6 separate regions of the Mus musculus genome follow, and regions 2, 3, 4, 5 and 6 are each linked to region 1. The links are chromatin contacts, called in public HiChIP or PLAC-seq, Micro-C and promoter capture Hi-C maps. All regions are on one chromosome and are shown on one strand. Each heading gives the region's core, a stretch centred on a gene start, on an enhancer-like site or on the middle of the called end of the contact. The rest is flanking DNA. Distances are from core to core; before and after follow the strand shown. Region 1 holds the start of Grid1 (glutamate receptor, ionotropic, delta 1). Region 2 holds the start of Slc18a3 (solute carrier family 18 (vesicular monoamine), member 3). Region 3 holds the start of Ghitm (growth hormone inducible transmembrane protein). Region 4 holds the start of Lrit2 (leucine-rich repeat, immunoglobulin-like and transmembrane domains 2). Region 5 overlaps Ccser2 (coiled-coil serine rich 2). Region 6 has its middle 97 kb from the start of Gm25204.

Region 1 (2,707 bases), core at 117-2,616:
ATGGCCGTCTACCTTTCCTACGGTGCTGGGAGCTCTAGGCAAAGCTGAGCCTATCTTGGTTCTTTGAACCCAGTGCTCATCCTGGCGCCCAGTTCTGCCAGACTCAGCTGGACCCGGTTTCCGAAGGAATCAGAATCCTGGAGGGCTCAACTGTTTCCCTGAAATCTTAGGTGTGTTAAGTGGAGCCTCGTCCAACTAGGACCTGGGTGAGAGAATTGAGACCGGATTGCGACCTCGCCCCCCCCCCCCCATCTCTCAGCAGCTTCACGGGGGTGGTCAGCCAGAGTCAGGGAACCCGGAGGCGGCGGGAGCCCCGCTCTGCTTCCGCGGCTGGGAGCGAGCTTTCCTCCCGGGCTCGCTCTAGAAGGCTTCGTACAGGTCGCTGTCTGAGAGCGCCGGCCGCTTGGAAGGCTCCTCACGTCCAGGCGCCGCGGTCACGGCTGCGCCGGTTTCCGGCCATGAATTGGGCTTCAGAGTCTGAGCCTCCTGCCCGACTCCGGGCTCAGTGCACCGCCCCGGGGGCGGGGGATGGACGCCCGCCGAAATCTACCCGGACAGCCAGGGTTCGAGCCCGCCGCCCGCCCGCTAAGCATCCCGATGCCTCCTGGCTCGGTGCCCCGGTCTGTAGTCTCTTTGCAGGCTGCATGAGTCGGGGGTCGGGTTCCGAGACCCCCTGATCCGTTCTGGTCAGGGACAGGACTGCAAAATCTCGGCTGAAGTCCCCCAGCGCCAGCGAGTTCCGAGTTCCCCCTCCCCGAGGGTAGTCGATGGCTGTGCCTACTCCGTTTCTCCAGCGAACCCAGAGGCCGGGCCCACACGGCCAAGCCTAGGCTCGCCGCAGACAGACCAAGTCCCCACCGTGGTGCCGTCCTCGTAGCATCCCCCGGCCGGGAGCGCGGAGCACCGGGCGCCCCCTCCGAGCGGGCGAGCGGCGCGCGGCTAGGCTAAGGCTCCGCAGTCACGTGGTGGAGAGGAGGGCGGAGGGGAGGGAGGCGGGCGGGAGGGGAGGGGGAGCGCCGCCGAGGGGGAGGGGGAGGGGAGGGGGCGTCCTCCGCAGTTCGCTCCTCGCCTGGGCTCAGACACATAGCCAGCCCGGAGCCGCCGCGCGGGCCGGGCCGCCGCCGCCTCTGCCTCTGCCGCCCCCAGAGCCGCTCGAGCCGCTGGAAGCGCCGCCGCCACAGCCGCGGGCCGCCCCCGCCGCGCCGGCCTGGGCTCGGGCTGCGAGCGCCGCCGCAACCGCAACCAGAGCCGGCGCGGGAGCCCGAGAGCGCTGGGCTGGGCTGGGCTGGGTTGGGGCGGGCGCAGGGCGCAGGGGCGGGAGCGCGGGGGAAGACGCACGGGCGGGCTCGGCTCTCCCGGGGAGCGGCCCGGGACTGCACCGGGACCGGCGCCTCCCCGCTCCGCGCTGCCCTCGGCCTCGCCCCGGGCCCGGGCGGATGAGCCGCGCGCCGGGGGGACATGGAAGCGTTGACGCTGTGGCTTCTTCCCTGGATATGCCAGTGCGTTACGGTGCGGGCCGACTCCATCATCCACATCGGTGAGCTGGGAGAGCAGACGGACCGAGGCTGGGCGGGGGCCACCTAATAGAGCCGATGATGCGCGGAGTCCAAACTTAGCGGCTCCCCGGGCCGAGGGGCTCGGCAGTCGGTGTTCCCCCGAAGGCCCGCGCCGCCCCGCGGAGGAGCTGTGCTCTGGCCGCTCGGCGCTCCTGCGGGCACCTCGCTACTCCCCGGGGCTCCTGTCAGTGCGCGGGGCCCCGCGGCCTCTGCCGACACTTAGGGCCGCGGCTGCGGGGAACCTGGGATAGACCCTTGTCGAGATGCGTGCCCCTGGCGGGGCTGTCCGCGGGCTGGACCCCTCGTCACAGCTTGAACATTGGGGCCAGGGTCGGATAGGGCTCGGGGCTAGCTAAGTTGGCAGGGCAAGATCAAAGAGGCCAAAGCGGAACCATGTGTGTCTGTGGATGGGTGCTGTCAGCGTGCCAGTGTGTATGCACCTGGCACGGGGTTGGTGTCACTGTGAGAGGGCGTTGGGGTGTGTGGGGCCATCTGAGCTTCTCAGTGCGACTGTCGCGTTCTGTCAGCCTGTTAGAGTGGACACAGTGCTTGCCCGTTTCTCGGTGTGTGTCTGTGTAGCTCTCGGTGTGTGTGTGTGTGTGTGTGTGTGTGTATCTGGTTGTGGCAACTGCAGCCCAATCCTGGACAGTCCTAGAGTTTCTGCCTGATATAAGTCTTGGGGCCAGCGTACAGTGTGGATGGTAGGGGTGAACGGAAGGAGCATGGATAGTGGGGTGGGGGGCGCTGGATGGAGAGGAAGAAGAGGAAAAGCAGAGGAAGGGGAGACCGGAGGAGGGGTAGTGATCAGGAGTTTGGAGCAGAATGGCTGGGATCTCGAGAAGTTGGGCCCGGTTGGGGGACTAACAGCGGTCGCTTATGGGGGAGCCCCTCTGCAGTCGCCTTTCCGGAAGTTGGGAAAGACCAGCTAACACGGATAAACTGGGGGTTGGGAGGTGTGAGGAAACGTGGCTGATGTTACCCGCGGAGCAGAAGGTGGAGGGGATGACAGGGACAGAGTCTCTACTCCAAGGGCTGCGGCCTCCCCTCTGGTGCCGGTGCCGGGCCAAGATCCAAACGTGCTTCCCGCCCAGGAGCCAGAGTGGGTCTCGCGGTCAGCATTGCGGCTCCAGTATAGTGAGGAATTCGGGAGC
Region 2 (2,707 bases), core at 78-2,577, 2.4 Mb before region 1:
CAAGTTGTGAGCGCTCCGGCTACAACAGCGATGTAAGGGTCTAGCATGAGGCGATGGATAGGTGTGCCCACGGGCAGGTTGGCCCGCGCCCGAGCCGCAGCTGAGAAAGGCTTAGCCACCGCCAGGAGTAGGAGTGCGTCGAAGAGCGACACGGCGGCGAGCACTAGAAAGGGTACACGCTTGCCCGCGAACTCGTAGAGGATGCCCCCAAACGGTGGCGCCACTAGGCTTCCAAAGCTGATGAAGGCTAGCGCCACGCCCAGAGCACGACTGCGCTCAGGCTCCTCGGGATACTTGTCGGCGATCATGGCAATGCCAGACGTGTCCGCGAAGGCTGAGCCCAGGCCTTGTAGACTGCGCGCAGCGAAGAGCGTGGCATAGTCTTCTGCAAAGGCAAACATGACTGTGGAGGCGAACATGACGCCCAGGCCAATAAGCAGCGGCACGTCGTAGCTCATGCGATCAATGAAAGGCCCGCTTAAGGGGTTCACCAGAAGCTGCAGGATGGCCTTGGAGGCAAATAGCACGCCTATCTTCACATCTTCACTTTCTGTGGGGTAGCGAGGCCGCAGGATTGACCGAGCCGACCCGGCAGCCGTCGGGGACGCCGAGGTGTTGGCCAAGTAGGCGCTGGCATTAGCCAGAGTGGGCGGCGGCAGGGTGGGTTCCCACACCTCAGAGATCAGGGTAGGGCTCTCGCTGCCCCCGCGCATGTGAGCGATATAGTCGGGAACAATGGGCACGATGACCATGTACAACATGTTGTCCAGTAACAGTGCAACGCACACGATGACCAGCACCAGGCGCCGCTGCCTCTGGGGCTCTTGTAGCGCGGCTCCCACTGCTTCCGACAGCTTGGTGGCCGCCGCCCGGGCCTGACCGGTTGGCGCGGTGGGTTCCATGCCCCTACCCGCTGCTCTTCCTAAGATGCCTCCACCGGAGTCGGGTGTCGGCGTCCCGCAGTGCAGAGGCTAGGGTACGGTACTTCGGGGGCGCGGTCCTAGCCGCGTAGCGCCCCCTGTGCTTCAGGTGGCTGTGGGGTTCATATCCCCGAGCTCAGGAGAAAAAAAAAAAAAAATCAAGGATTGTCCCGCGCGGCGCCGCTGCTCTTAGATGCTCCAGGGACCAGTTGCCGCTGTTTCGGATGCAACCGCGGAGGCCGGCAAGCCGAGGGGCTGAGGCGGGAGACTGGACGCGCGGTGCCCAGAGAGAGCAGGAGCAGCCCCTGCCGCGCAGAGAGGCCGTGTGCACCCGCCCAGGGGCATGCTGCCGCCGCCCGCCGTCTCTCCAGCCCTCCCCGCGCGTCCGCTCTTGCCTCTTCCTCCACCGCCGCCTCTCTTTTTTTTTTTTTTTCTCCCTCCACTTGGGGCTATGACGCGGTGAGTCTCGGCCCCCGAGTGGTGCCCGGGCCACTGGCGTCGCTCATGCTAATAGGACGTCGTCGGGGCGGGGGCCGGGGGCCGGGGGCGGGGCGCGTCCGGGCAGGGGTCCGCTTCCGAGATGTTTCCAGGTTGGGAGCAAGGGGAAGGGGATCTTGGCGAGCTGTAGTCCTAGACAAGCCCCTGGGGATGGGTGAGCAGTGGAAGGAACCGGCCCTATGTTTCCCCCAGTTCTGGGACCTATAGGGGTGAGGTTCCCCCAATTGGGAGGAGGGGTGCGGCAGCCGGTTCCCCGCAGCCTGGTGGGAGACGGGAGAGCCGGGGGCTCTAGACCTCCTCCTCAGCCTGGACTTCGGCGCACAGCGGGCACGGAGCCCCCGAGGTGAGCCGCGCTGCCTCCATCTGTTCTCGCAGCTGGAACACGCAGCCGGGACCCAGAGGCACAGCGCAAGCAACCCCCTTCCTCAATCCCGCCCCCAGCCCGTCTCATCCCCTCCTCCGGGAAGGGAGGGGGAAGGTACAGAGCCTTCAGGGTCTGGTTCCGACCCACCTGCCCTTAGGCAGAAAGTCTTAGCAGCTAATTCCAGTCTTTAAGGGTTTGAGTATTGAGAGGAGGAGTCGTTCTTTGCACCCAGGGTCCTGGAAGTCAAAACTAACACTTTTTGACCTCCCCCTACCTGGCCTCTCCTTTTCGGCTTTCCGGGCGCGGGTCTCTCCCCCCCCCCCCCCCAGCTCCGCCTATTTTCCCTTCCTTTCTACTCTCCCACTCCTCTTTCTAACTCCTCCCTGGCCCTCTTCTCTCCAGACCTTACCCTCCCTCTGCTCTTGAGAGCCTCCGCCCACTTTTCTGCATTTCCTCACCCCACCCCCACCCCGGCCGCCTCCAAGTCTTGAGTGGGGCTCACAAGTGGCGTGGAAGCTTCTGGGTCTCACGCAGCAGGGCCTCTGCAGCTTTGCTGTCAGTAGAGGCTTAGGAAGGCTCACCTTCCTTCCGGGAGGGCTGCACACGCTGAGCGTCCTGATTTGCAGGCGACAGGCTGAACAGATCAGCCTATGCGTTGGGCCCAGTGTGTCCTCAGAAGAGTTTTGACCCTAGATGGCACGTGAGGCCCGAGTTCCAGTCCACAGACTGGAAGGAGAGAGGATGCCAGTCAGCTGAGATTGGAGGTGGTGGTGACGTTGAGATTGGACTTTCCCTGTCTTGCGGAATCACAGGAGCCTTCAGATCCCAAGCTAGCCTCGGATTTAGCTTCTTCCACTGGGCTTCCCACCCGGGAAGGAGACATCGTGATCTGGGCTCCAGAGGCAGACAAATAGGATGGCTTCCA
Region 3 (2,707 bases), core at 154-2,653, 2.3 Mb after region 1:
TAATTTTTAATGCTGTATCCTTCCCTTGTTCCTTCTGACTCAACAAATCTAGTTTAGAATGGGCAGCCAATGATATAAATCCAAGTTTGACCAGATATATGTAATACAGAATCAATGTTATTATGTTGACACAATCACAGATTTTACAAACATAGCTTGGCCTGATATTTACTCCATCATTCAATGAGTAAAAGTAAAAGAATCTGTGTGACATTTCAGCACAAGAAAAACATCATCCAGAGAAAAGATAACTAAACCACTCGAGACTAAAAACCATGAACAAAAGCCAGGCATGCAAATGTCTACCAAGTAGGTCAGATGTTACTTCCCTTTAAGATACGACAGATACATTCAAATTAAATTATTCCACTACATAACATTCAATCAAAATAAACAAAATTGCCCTGCTAGGTTTCCCTGTTAAAACACCTTCTGGTATTCTTAATAGGGTAACCCCTGCCCCCAACATTCTAAAATTGAATTGTCTCAGTTCCAGTTAGACTATATCGATAAATAGTTAAGTACACGCCTTTCTGCGATGCTAAAGGCACATTTCTGGTCAATGAGTTGTGATGAATTTTAGGCAAGTGATTTGTATTTCCGCTTTCTCCCCATTTGTAAAATATTTAAATACAAGAAAACTTGGCCAAAATGGGACTTTGAAATCGCCCATGAATTACCCTAAAACTATAGGAATGTAAAGAAGTTTTAACTAGCACCTCCAAAGTTAAGAATTTCCGGAACTACGAAGTGCACACAGCTCTAGGCATCTGACCTTGCGGAAAAAACCCGGAGCCCTTTTGGTACTTTCATGCCATTACATCATCTCAACCTATGGCTTCAGCTTACTGACCCGAACAGAGCCTACCTAGTCTGCGTGGCCTTATGTCGTGGAACAGCCAAGAGGGTTATCTGCCATATATTTAAGTGCAGATTCTGGACGTCTGAAACCGGCTCCTGGGCTGGGTCTCTACGAACTAGTGGCGACCCTTCCTAACGCTTCCTTGAGCTTGAGTGTTCGGATGCGCCCGGTCCTCCCCTCTCACCGCTAGCCCGCTGCCTCCGCGTCCACGCACCACCCCCACGGCACCCGATCGCCGACAGCTAGGGCCCCCGCGCGGGTCCCCGAGCGGCTGACTCAGCATCCCTCTGCCCAGGGAGATGAAGAGCGAGGACGAGCCCGGCCTTCCCGCCCCGCCCGTAGCAGCCAGCCCAGATCCCGCTGTGCCGACGCCCGTCACAAGGACTGGAATTCTCAGGCCTCGCGAGGCAGTACCTCAGCTCCGGTCACCTCTACCACGGGGCTCCCTTCCGGGTCACCGAAACTCAGAGTGTGCGACCTCCCTCTGCCCGCTCCTCCGCAACCGCGCGACTCACAGCGTCACGCAATATCCGGACAAAAGGTAAATAGTACAAGCAGCCAATCGAGAGCAGGCTTCTAACGGAAGGGCGGGCGCAGTGGCGAAGGCGGGGCTTGGTTTGGAGACCGGACCAATGGAAGTTTGTGTTTCGAAAACGTCACAGTCAGCGTCCTTTCTGGGTCCGAGTAAGGAAGCCGACACTGGCAAACGCTTTGGGCATCTGCGTTGTGCGTTGTGCGCACTCGCTGCCAATAGGTGTGGGGGCGAAAAAGGGAGTTGGACTGGTTGGCAGCGCACTCCTTAAGTCCCACTTTTTGGGGAGGCAGGTAGATCGCTGTGAGCTCTAGGCCAGCTTAGAATTACTTTTGTTATTGGATTTAGGTTTAACAATGAATTTTCACATTTAAATTGGATTTTGTTCTATTTAAGAGTCATTCTTAAAACACGTTTTACGCCGAGAGTAATTAGTTTGGGTTAATCGTCTAGTCGCGTTGGCTGGCACGAAATTAACTAACCCTTAGAGGTATAATTTAGTCAGACTTTCGTTAACTGCTTAATTTTTATCACTGCTGGGGCTGTGGCTAGGCAGGGTGTCTTGAGCTATGTGAGAGGTACTTGACGCGCTCTCCTTTTCATTCATTATGCAAATGTTAAGGGATTTGATACTGGTTTAGTGAGTTCTGCATATATTAATTTACTTTGAATTAATTATAAGGCCAGGACCAAATCTTTTGTATTTATGGAATGACAGAACCCACCTAGGCATTTTCACTACTTTGCTTTAGCTATTATGCTACATGAACTCATGTATGAACATATCAATACACAAAATTAACTTGAGCATTTTAATAAAGTTTATGTTTTTATAACTTATGATCAATTTTTTTTTTGTATGTACTGAAAACTAAGCCTTAATTTTAGGAACTTTTAGAAGTTAGATGGATAGTTAAACAATCATTGGTTGAGTTTCTTGTTTTGGGCGTTTAGCCAGAAAATAACGCCAATGGTCTATATAGTAGTGAGTTTCAGAATGGCCAGAGTAAGACAGACCTAGTCTGCGGCAGGGGCTGGGGGTGGGGCATAGTGTCAAAATTGAATAACACATTTTTTCTAATTGCCATAAAAACATTCCTACCAAATGTGGCATTTTTTTTTTTTTTAAATTAGAGCCAACCTGCTTCTTGAGTGTACTACTGATGGTGAGATCTAGAGGGGTTTATTTCCGAGTTTTTCTTTCCTTTCCTTTCCTTTCCTTTCCTTTCCTTTCCTTTTCTCTTTTTTTTCTTTTTTCTTTTCTCTTCTTTCTTTCTTTCTTTTTCTTTTTTACCTTTTGACTTTTCAATGAC
Region 4 (2,707 bases), core at 74-2,573, 2.2 Mb after region 1:
CAGACTTTGTGTATGCCACAGCACATTCCTTGTTTGATTTATTTTTTTACCTTGAAAGTAACTGCAAAGATCTATCCAAATGTCGAGTTAGATTGCCTAGGAATGCCAGAAAGTACATCTGGTATGAGTGGGAAGCCTGGGATGTAAGCAGCTTAGCTGGTGACCCATTTCTGCCTTGCTGGTTAGCTACTAAGCAGATTTTTTTTTTCACTGAAGCCTTTTGTGGGGTATAATGTATATCATGAATCGTATGAGAACTCATAGAATTTTGGCATTTTCTTGATATGCTCTCATTTAATAAGAAAGGTGGCACTTCAGCTCATCTAGACTCTGTCACTTAGAGGGGATGAATTGTGGGGCACCTATTGTCCTAGGCACTGTGCATTAATTAATCTAAACATTTCCTGTCCAAAGCATGAAGTGTTTGCTGATGATTCTTGTTCTGTAGAAGAGACACAACGGCTTACACACTAGAAGATATCCCCCAAACAGCCAGACTCAGAAGCAGAAGCACAAGGAAGACTGAATGAGGAAATATCTATAGAGTTTATTTTCTTACCACTGTTGTGCCTAGAAAACATGACTTACAGTGAACAAACAATAAATAGTGACATGTGAAGAGAAATAGAGAAGTATCTTGTCACAGATGACATTCACAAGCCTGACATTTTGCTCTTTATGGTGTGATGCAGTGTTTTAGAAAAGTCAGGGAAAAGTCAGACCATTAAGCTACTTGCCCCAGACTGTAAAGCTTTGTCCTTATGTTTTTAAGCTTCCATATTGGAAGGACACCATGATGTTTCTCCAATTCTAGTGATATGGATTGTAGAAGCATTAGTCTTAATGCAGTAGAAGTATGACTAAACACATCACCCATGGTGCGGTGCTGGCAGACCGCAAGCAAGGAAAACAATCCCAGGGTTGTTTTGTTGCTCATCATCTGCTTTCCCTTCAAGAAAATAATTGGAAACTGGCATTTCAGGATTCCTTTGTGAACTGTAAAGTATTAGATGCATTCTGGCCAAATCCCGAGCTATGGTACTCAGGCTTGCAACACCTGATTGTTTCCCTGGCTTCTTTGTAAGAAGCTGAGAGACGGTAGAAACAGAATGGAGCTTGATGTCTGATGTATATTCGCCTTTGCAACCTTAAGAACCACAGCCTTTTCATTTTAGTTAAGAGACACAACTTCTCGACATGGACTTTTCCTGAGCCTGGGAGCTGGGCTGTAACAGACCTCGGGGCATTCAGTGCTTTAGTGCTGCTGTGCTGACCTACATCTTTATGGATTACCAATAATAGGATTTGCTACTCAGAAGCTGAGACCATACCTACCCAAACCACACAAGGTATTTGCCTACAGATAAATATGGCTTTTGTTTTTTACTGTTTCTTGCAAGTTCTGGTCTCTTGGGTTATACATGCAGTGCAGCCGTTCTGTCTGCCAGAGTGTACCTGTTCAGAGGAGAGTTTTGGCAGGTGTGCTATGCTGACAGGATTCCAGAGGGTGATGTGGGGGTGGAGGAGACTTTCTTTAAAAATGATATGGAGTGACACAGGCTTAGAGTTTGTGGGAAATCAGCTAAATCCCATGGGATTCATTTTAGTTGGTTCTGGAGTTTATGGAGCAGAACATTTCTACCAAAAGCCATCTCTTTTATTTTAAATTCATTATTTTTCATTTAATCTCCATGTCTAGTGACAGGACTCACAAAATACCAGTTATAGGTTCCTTGAGGCTTATTGAAGTTTTTCTGCTTTCTTATACAGGAGCCTTCAGTGCATGTCTATGTCTTTGGGAAAGATTCCAGACAACTTTCCCGAAGAACTCAAGCAAGTGAGAATTGAAAACTCACCCTTATTTGAACTTTCCCAGGGGTTTTTCACCAACATGAGCAGTTTGGAATACCTTTGGCTCAACTTTAACAATGTCACTGTGATCCACCTAGGCGCCCTGGAGGACCTGCCAGAGCTGAGAGAGCTGAGACTAGAGGGGAACAAACTCCGTTCAGTACCATGGACAGCGTTCCGCGCCACCCCTCTCCTGCGGGTTTTGGATCTCAAACACAACCGGATTGATTCTGTCCCAGAACTGGCTCTTCAGTTCCTAACCAACCTGATATACCTTGACATATCCTCCAACAGGTTGACAGTTGTATCCAAGGGTGTCTTCTTGAACTGGCCAGCCTATCAGAAACGGCAACAGCTTGGTTGTGGAGCTGAGTTTCTTTCCAATATGGTATTGTCGCTGCACAATAATCCTTGGTTGTGCGACTGCCGATTAAGGGGACTTGCTCAGTTTGTCAAGTCCGTTGGTCCCCCTTTCATACTGGTGAATTCGTACCTGGTATGCCAGGGTCCTGTCTCTAAGGCAGGGCAGCTTTTACATGAGACTGAGCTCGGAGTTTGTATGAAGCCAACTATTTCAACCCCTAGTGTCAATGTCACTATCCAGGTAGGAAAGAACGTGACTCTGCAATGTTTTGCACAAGCCAGTCCCTCACCAACCATTGCATGGAAGTATCCCCTGAGCACGTGGAGAGAATTTGATGGTAAGCCATTTGTACTCTCTGTATATATATGGGGGCAGTGTAGAGGTCTGTTAGGACTCTGCCTCAATATAGAGGTGTAAACGGTGCCTGTCATAAAGGATGGGTGCAGGTAAGATGGACATATATATGGATTAACTCCATAGAACAGAAAAGAG
Region 5 (2,707 bases), core at 133-2,632, 2.1 Mb after region 1:
ATGGCAACTCCCAGTGAAGAGGAACAAGGCAAATCTGAGTTTAAAATCAGGATAGTACAGGACAGAAATGTTAACCAATATCCTGTCCAGGTTCCAAATCAGGAAACCATTGGTCTCAAAAGAAAATCACATGGGAGATTACTCAAAAGAGAAATCTGTGAGATATACTGTTGTTTCAGTTACTCTGTCATCCTATCTCCCAGGCCTAAGAAAAAGGAAATAAGTTTCTTGCTAGTAAAATTATAAATATTAATGTTTAAAAACCCATGCCTTTTGGGATGCATCGGTGGTAGGCTTCAGATTTTATAAAAATATACTGGGAAACCTTGACATCATGAGTCTACTGCACAAGCAGGAAAATGACAACACATATTATTCCACTCTTGAATTGATGTTGTATATGTCTCTCCTATATGCAAGGTTATGAATTAAGATTATTATATGTTAGAAATTACTCCAACAGAACATTTTGAAATATATGCCAGATCATTTTCCCTTAACTCTCTCATATGCAATACTCAATTATTAAACCAGTGGAGAGAAGTAGAATTAGGTACAACTGTGAACAGTTTTAACTGGCACAAGCCTTTCCATAGGACATGACAGTCTACATATTCTTCCCACACTTGTTTTAATAGTAACCCAGGGCAGCTGATTGTGTGACAGGACACAGATTCTTTAGACCTTCTTTGCTGTCTGATGGAGACTGAGGATTAATTTGTGTAATTATTTACGTTAAGGTGCTCAAACAAATGACTGACTGGTAACTTAGAATACATCCGGATAATTTTGAATTTAATGTGCAAACTGACTTCCTATATCTAAATATTAAGCTTAAACAGTTTTAAAACAATACTGGAAGTACACAGGGTAATAAAATTTCATTCTTGTCCTATGTTTTTTCATGCGAATAATTTATTTCATAATTTTCTAATGAAATATAATCACATCACTTCCCTTTTCCTAACTTTTCCTATATGCCCCCACTCCTTCTCAAATTCATGCTGTCTTTTTGTTTAATTATTATTGGAATTCAATGTTAAATAATGCTGTTCTTAAGAGTGGGCTAGTACAAGATCAGTAAAGACTACCTCTGAGAAAAGCAACAAGGTCCGCTATAAAGCACAGACTTGCTTTGGACTTGTGGCTATCCTGTTACATCAGCCTACAAGTGCTGGCGTCAACAGGACTGCACCAACCACAGCTAGATCTGTAACTTTATATATTTAAAATGAACCTTCAACTGGGCTTGTTGGTGATTTAATCTCCACACTCAGGAAACACAGGCACTTGAGACTCTGCTGGGTTCAAGGCCAGCCTAGTATTCACAGGGAATTCCAGGCAGCCAGGGCTAAAGAGTGAAACCATGTCTCAAACAAAAAGAAAAACAAAGTAAGATGACCTTTGGTTTCTCAGAGCAGCAGCCTCCCACAGCATTCCTGAGCCATGCAAGTGCTTCTCAGCATAAGCTTCCTTGAGTACAGGGAATTTACCAGCATCTAGACAAACTGTTGGTCACAGTAAACAAGCAATTTTACTGTGAGTTGGGGCCTTGTCTTTTTCTATACTCAGTGGAACAGAGCTTGGCACAAAGTAATATGCATACACGTATGTATATGCTCTTTTTCTTTTCCCTTGGCTCTACTGCCTTGTTTAGTATTTCTTGTGTGTTGTAGCCATAAGGGGATACCATGCCCACTCACTCAAATCTCGAGCGGAGATTCATGTTGGCTTCAAAGTGCTTGCTTTTCTGCCACCCGGCCGACACCCTTAGCCATCTTCTCAGGCAGTCATCTGTCTCTTATTGCCTTTCACATTTCCTTCCTTCTCCTACATGGCTTCTGACAAACCCTAGTCAGTAAACCTCTCAGCCATCAACCCTTTCCATCCTTCACTTCAGGAAGATTTCTTCCTTCATGTTTACATAATGCTCAAGAGAATTCTCACAAGTACATCAAGTGAATGACTAAGCTGTCTCAAGATGTAATGAGAAAATGTGAAGATGAGAGATTATTATCTGCAATCTTCTCAAAGGGCTAGGCAGATTAAAAAAAAAACCAACTCACACTAAAATGATACTTAAATAGCCTTTTCATTTCTAAAATTTCTGCCTTAAAAAAAAAAACCCTAAAGTTTACAAACAAGAACCACACTGCACCCCCACATTTGTATCACCTAAACCTTGCCTAAATACGCTGAACTCCTACTTTTAAAAGATCATCTAAGAGATTGGAGTGCTCTTAACCTTTTTAGCGGTTAAGAGCACTGACTGCTCTTCCAGAGGTCCTGAGTTCAATTCCTAGCAACCACACGGTGGCTCACAACCATCTGTAATGGGATCTGATGCCCTCTTTTGGTGTGTCTGAAGATAGTGACAGTGTGCTCATATAAATAAATAAAAAAAAAGAACATCTGGAGCAAGGTATACTTTTTGAGTGAAAAGAAACTCACTATAATTATAGTAACTGTTTCCAAAATTATGTATTTCAAAGGAAGACCAATAAACAGGGGGAAAAGATCACACAGTAAACTTATTATTAACTAGATACGTAACTATTATTGAAGTAATGAACATGCATTTATTTATTCACTGAATGAACCCCAGTGAAAGTACAGTAATTCCTAGATTAGACTTTCTGACTGTACACACATGAGCTTTCACACTAACTTTCTATTTTCCCTTAGGACTCGTGGGTGTTCCAGCTTA
Region 6 (2,707 bases), core at 78-2,577, 2.0 Mb after region 1:
TGGGGGCCAATGAAATAGCATCCATTACAGGATTCCTGTCCTGGGTCTCAGATCAAAAACAGGTAAGTCACATATAACTCACAAACACACAGGCGGAACATGACAGTCGGACACACAACACCTGCGCCCCTCCTAGTCTCCAGTGTTTCTGGACAGGTCAACGTGTCTTTAATAGAGGATTCATACTCATTTATTTCTGTGCCAGAATGCAAGCTTCCCAAAGGCTAGGATTAGTGAGGCTTGCCATCCCATAATCCCCAGTATTAGAAATGAGTTTAGCACAGGAACACACAAAGAGAAAGGATGCTATACTTGCAGAGTGGTGCCTAAAATTTCACTTATTTAAAAAAAAACACACACACACACATACACACAAATAAAAATCTCTTTTGTGGTTGCCCTGGTCAGCAGGCCATTGGCAGCAGCCTGTGGTCTCTGGACAATGGTGGGGAAGGGGAAGAAAATAATTTCTCTGAAGTGCTCTACCACCCTCAACTGCCCCCGTGCACCTCACTGCCGGGCCTAGGAGACACAGCAGACCAAGGTGACGTGTTCAGCCAGAAAACAAGAGCAGAGTGCACCAGCTCACCTAGGGCTCATGTCTGACGTCTCTCCTCCTGATTAATCGTGTGTGGCAGTGCCTGCTTGGCCACCTATGGATGGTGTACGCAGACTCCTCAGACTCCAGATAAGGATCACCAGCACCTAAGCCTAAAGTCAAGAATCTACACATCAATCACAGACGGCAAGGACCCGGGGCTGCAGGCCAGTATTGAACTGCTCACCATCCTTCCAAACCACTGGAACTGAGGTCCGCCAGCCTGCCTCTGGGTGCCCAGCCTGGGAAGGCACAGCAGGGCCCCAGTTTGCCGGTGGGACATGTGAAGTGCGACTCTTAGAGCAGGCCCAGAAATCACTCTTCAGAAGACAGCGATCCCCTCCCAAAGATGAATGAAAAAAAAAAAAAAAAAAAAACCTAAACAAACAAGCAAAAACTATGAGGGGTACTACGGGCACCAGGAGATGTGAGCAGCACCGTCGCTTGTTGCTTTGGCCTTTCAGCACATCCTGTTGTGAACTTATTCCCCTCCTCTCGCCTGCATTTGAGAAGGTCTAAGAGAGGCCAGTGCTGTGTGACTCCAGGGTTGCAGCTAGGGTGTGATTTCCAGACCAGCCAGGTGCTCTGCTGCTTGGAAATAGGGCTGTCCACGGTGAGGCATCCGCAGACCTCCACCAGACCTCCAACTCATCCCTCAGCAGGCCCAGAAAGTCACCTGCCTGCAGGTTTCACTTTCTCCAGACCTGAAAACAGTGCGCAAAACTGCTCCGTAGAGTGAGCTGCGCGCCCTCGTGTGGCCGTGTTTGGGAATGCAGGTCTGGCCATGTGATCACACTAATGCAGGAAGCCCCATCTGGAGCAAAACAAAACAAAACAAAACAAAACAAAACACCCAGAAACTCCTGGACACATCTTCGTTGAATTTTGCGGATTAAGAGACCCTTAGAGAAACTGAATTTCTTATAATGTCCCCTTCCTATATAGAGGGCTGCAAGTGGCAAAGCCCAGATTCCTATACCACAAAGTAGCTCTCTTTCTGTATTTGCCAGGGTTCTCTAGAGTAACAGAACATGGAAAGACAGACAGACACTCAGACAGATACACAGACACACAGAGAAATAGACAGAGAGATATAGATATTAAAATCGATACAGATAGATAAATATGTATATGCTATGTGTTGTATTATGACTTATTCGAATCATTTATAGCCTGTGCTACAGCTAATCCAACAATGACTGCCTATGAATCTAATATTTGTTTAGTCCATGAGACTGGATATATCAGCTGGCCTTCAGTATACGCAGGAAAGGACTTGCCAGAGGGCCCCCATCTGCTCATAGCGGAAGGGGAGCGGGAAGGATTTTGGGAGAAGTGACCTGGGGGGGGGGGGGGAGCAGTGAGCAGGATGTAAAGTTAATAAGTAGGAATTAATTAATTAATGTTTTAAAAGAGTAAGAGAAGGCTAGGAAAGTACCTCAGAGACTGAGGTGCAAAATCAAGGTCCCAGGCCCAAGTCCAGCACTGCAAAACTAAACAAACTGGAAAGGCAAGGAGCCCACTCAGGCAAGCAGCCTTCATTATTCCGGCCAACTTTCCTGGGTTTGATGCCACCTTTGATTCCTAGACTTGTAATGTTAGGTGCTCTAGCGGTTTGAATGAGTATGGCTTCTACAGGCTCATATATTATGAGCTTAGGTCCCAGTTGTTAGAACTGTTTGGGGGGGATTAGGAGGTTTGGTCTTGTTGAGAGAGGTACATCACAAGGGGTAGGCTTTGAGGTTTCAAAAGACTCAAGCCATTCTCAGCATCCCTTTGAGGATCAAAATGTGAGCTCTTAGCTGCTACTCCAGCGCCATGCCTGCCTGCCTGCCTGCCTGCCTGCTGCCATGTTCTCCTCCATGAGAACCATAAGAGTCAAATAGACTCTCTCGTCTACAGTTGTCTCAGTCATGGTGTCTTATCTCGACAACAGGAAGATAACTGAGATGAAGGTCAAGGACTTTTCCAGGAATTCTGCTCCACTCGGTCATCATGCAGAGCAGAAGAGAAAAGAAAAAGAGCTGCTGACCGTTTGCTGACAGAGAAGAGCAGGTGAAACTGTGGGCTCTGAGGAACTGACTCTTAACACTTTATATAACACACAAC

What was found. Promoter capture Hi-C pulls out the DNA fragments that hold promoters and counts their contacts. A called contact is a pair of places that touch in the nucleus more often than the background predicts. HiChIP or PLAC-seq counts read pairs in DNA pulled down with a chosen protein or histone mark.
Region 2: a Micro-C map of embryonic stem cells shows a contact between it and region 1, with 5 times the contacts expected there. The contact joins the promoter of Slc18a3 here to the promoter of Grid1 in region 1. A contact is called at or near these places in 1 of 484 Hi-C or Micro-C datasets (embryonic stem cells) and 1 of 9 other capture datasets (liver).
Region 3: a promoter capture Hi-C map of hippocampal neurons shows a contact between it and region 1, with 14 times the contacts expected there. The contact joins the promoter of Ghitm here to the promoter of Grid1 in region 1. A contact is called at or near these places in 5 of 39 promoter capture datasets (cranial neural crest, frontonasal cranial neural crest, hippocampal neurons and 2 more), 1 of 484 Hi-C or Micro-C datasets (cortical neurons) and 2 of 115 datasets of contacts at active chromatin or transcription factors (astrocytes and stem cell-derived neural progenitor cells).
Region 4: a contact with region 1 is called in a promoter capture Hi-C map of embryonic stem cells, with 10 times the contacts expected there. The contact joins the promoter of Lrit2 here to the promoter of Grid1 in region 1. A contact is called at or near these places in 11 of 39 promoter capture datasets (the 3T3-L1 cell line, the C10 cell line, HPC-7-derived erythroid cells and 7 more), 1 of 115 datasets of contacts at active chromatin or transcription factors (stem cell-derived neural progenitor cells) and 1 of 9 other capture datasets (liver).
Region 5: a contact with region 1 is called in an H3K4me3 HiChIP or PLAC-seq map of stem cell-derived neural progenitor cells, with 23 times the contacts expected there. The contact joins the enhancer-like site here to the promoter of Grid1 in region 1. A contact is called at or near these places in 6 of 39 promoter capture datasets (cranial neural crest, embryonic stem cells, frontonasal cranial neural crest and 3 more), 1 of 15 datasets of contacts at CTCF or cohesin (stem cell-derived epiblast-like cells), 2 of 115 datasets of contacts at active chromatin or transcription factors (embryonic forebrain and stem cell-derived neural progenitor cells) and 1 of 9 other capture datasets (embryonic stem cells).
Region 6: a contact with region 1 is called in a Micro-C map of B cells, with 11 times the contacts expected there. The contact joins the enhancer-like site here to the promoter of Grid1 in region 1. A contact is called at or near these places in 15 of 39 promoter capture datasets (the 3T3-L1 cell line, 3T3-L1-derived adipocytes, the C10 cell line and 9 more), 5 of 15 datasets of contacts at CTCF or cohesin (embryonic stem cells, hippocampal excitatory neurons, large pre-B cells and 2 more), 122 of 484 Hi-C or Micro-C datasets (the 3T3-L1 cell line, 3T3-L1-derived adipocytes, the AML12 cell line and 70 more), 14 of 115 datasets of contacts at active chromatin or transcription factors (PVALB interneurons, Th17 cells, astrocytes and 10 more) and 1 of 9 other capture datasets (embryonic stem cells).

The regions. Positions count from the first base shown.
Region 1 is chr14:34,818,770-34,821,476 of GRCm38.p6, forward strand. Grid1 (glutamate receptor, ionotropic, delta 1) reads left to right here and starts at 1,367. Exons shown (of 16, transcript NM_008166.2): 1 at 1,367-1,537. The coding sequence starts at 1,459.
Region 2 is chr14:32,463,523-32,466,229 of GRCm38.p6, forward strand. Slc18a3 (solute carrier family 18 (vesicular monoamine), member 3) reads right to left here and starts at 1,328. Exons shown (of 1, transcript NM_021712.3): 1 at 1-1,328. The coding sequence starts at 902. Chat (choline acetyltransferase) reads right to left here and starts at 2,387. Exons shown (of 16, transcript NM_009891.2): 1 at 2,285-2,387.
Region 3 is chr14:37,133,919-37,136,625 of GRCm38.p6, forward strand. Ghitm (growth hormone inducible transmembrane protein) reads right to left here and starts at 1,404. Exons shown (of 9, transcript NM_078478.5): 1 at 1,277-1,404.
Region 4 is chr14:37,066,706-37,069,412 of GRCm38.p6, forward strand. It overlaps Lrit2 (leucine-rich repeat, immunoglobulin-like and transmembrane domains 2), which reads left to right and starts at 1,324. Exons shown (of 3, transcript NM_001360134.1): 1 at 1,324-1,349; 2 at 1,771-2,552. The coding sequence starts at 1,784.
Region 5 is chr14:36,891,784-36,894,490 of GRCm38.p6, forward strand. The region is part of intron 9 of Ccser2 (coiled-coil serine rich 2); the gene reads right to left. Among named protein-coding and RNA genes, the nearest start is that of Ccser2, 76 kb to the right of the region's middle. Within about 2 kb of position 1,383, at least 68 of the 459 cell types and tissues checked have an H3K27ac peak or open chromatin away from gene starts, as enhancers often do. A contact at or near this core is called in embryonic stem cells, stem cell-derived epiblast-like cells and stem cell-derived neural progenitor cells, where this site is marked.
Region 6 is chr14:36,862,949-36,865,655 of GRCm38.p6, forward strand. No RefSeq gene overlaps it. Among named protein-coding and RNA genes, the nearest start is that of Gm25204, 97 kb to the left of the region's middle. Within about 2 kb of position 1,328, at least 76 of the 459 cell types and tissues checked have an H3K27ac peak or open chromatin away from gene starts, as enhancers often do. A contact at or near this core is called in the AtT-20 cell line, B cells, the Ba/F3 cell line and 16 more, where this site is marked.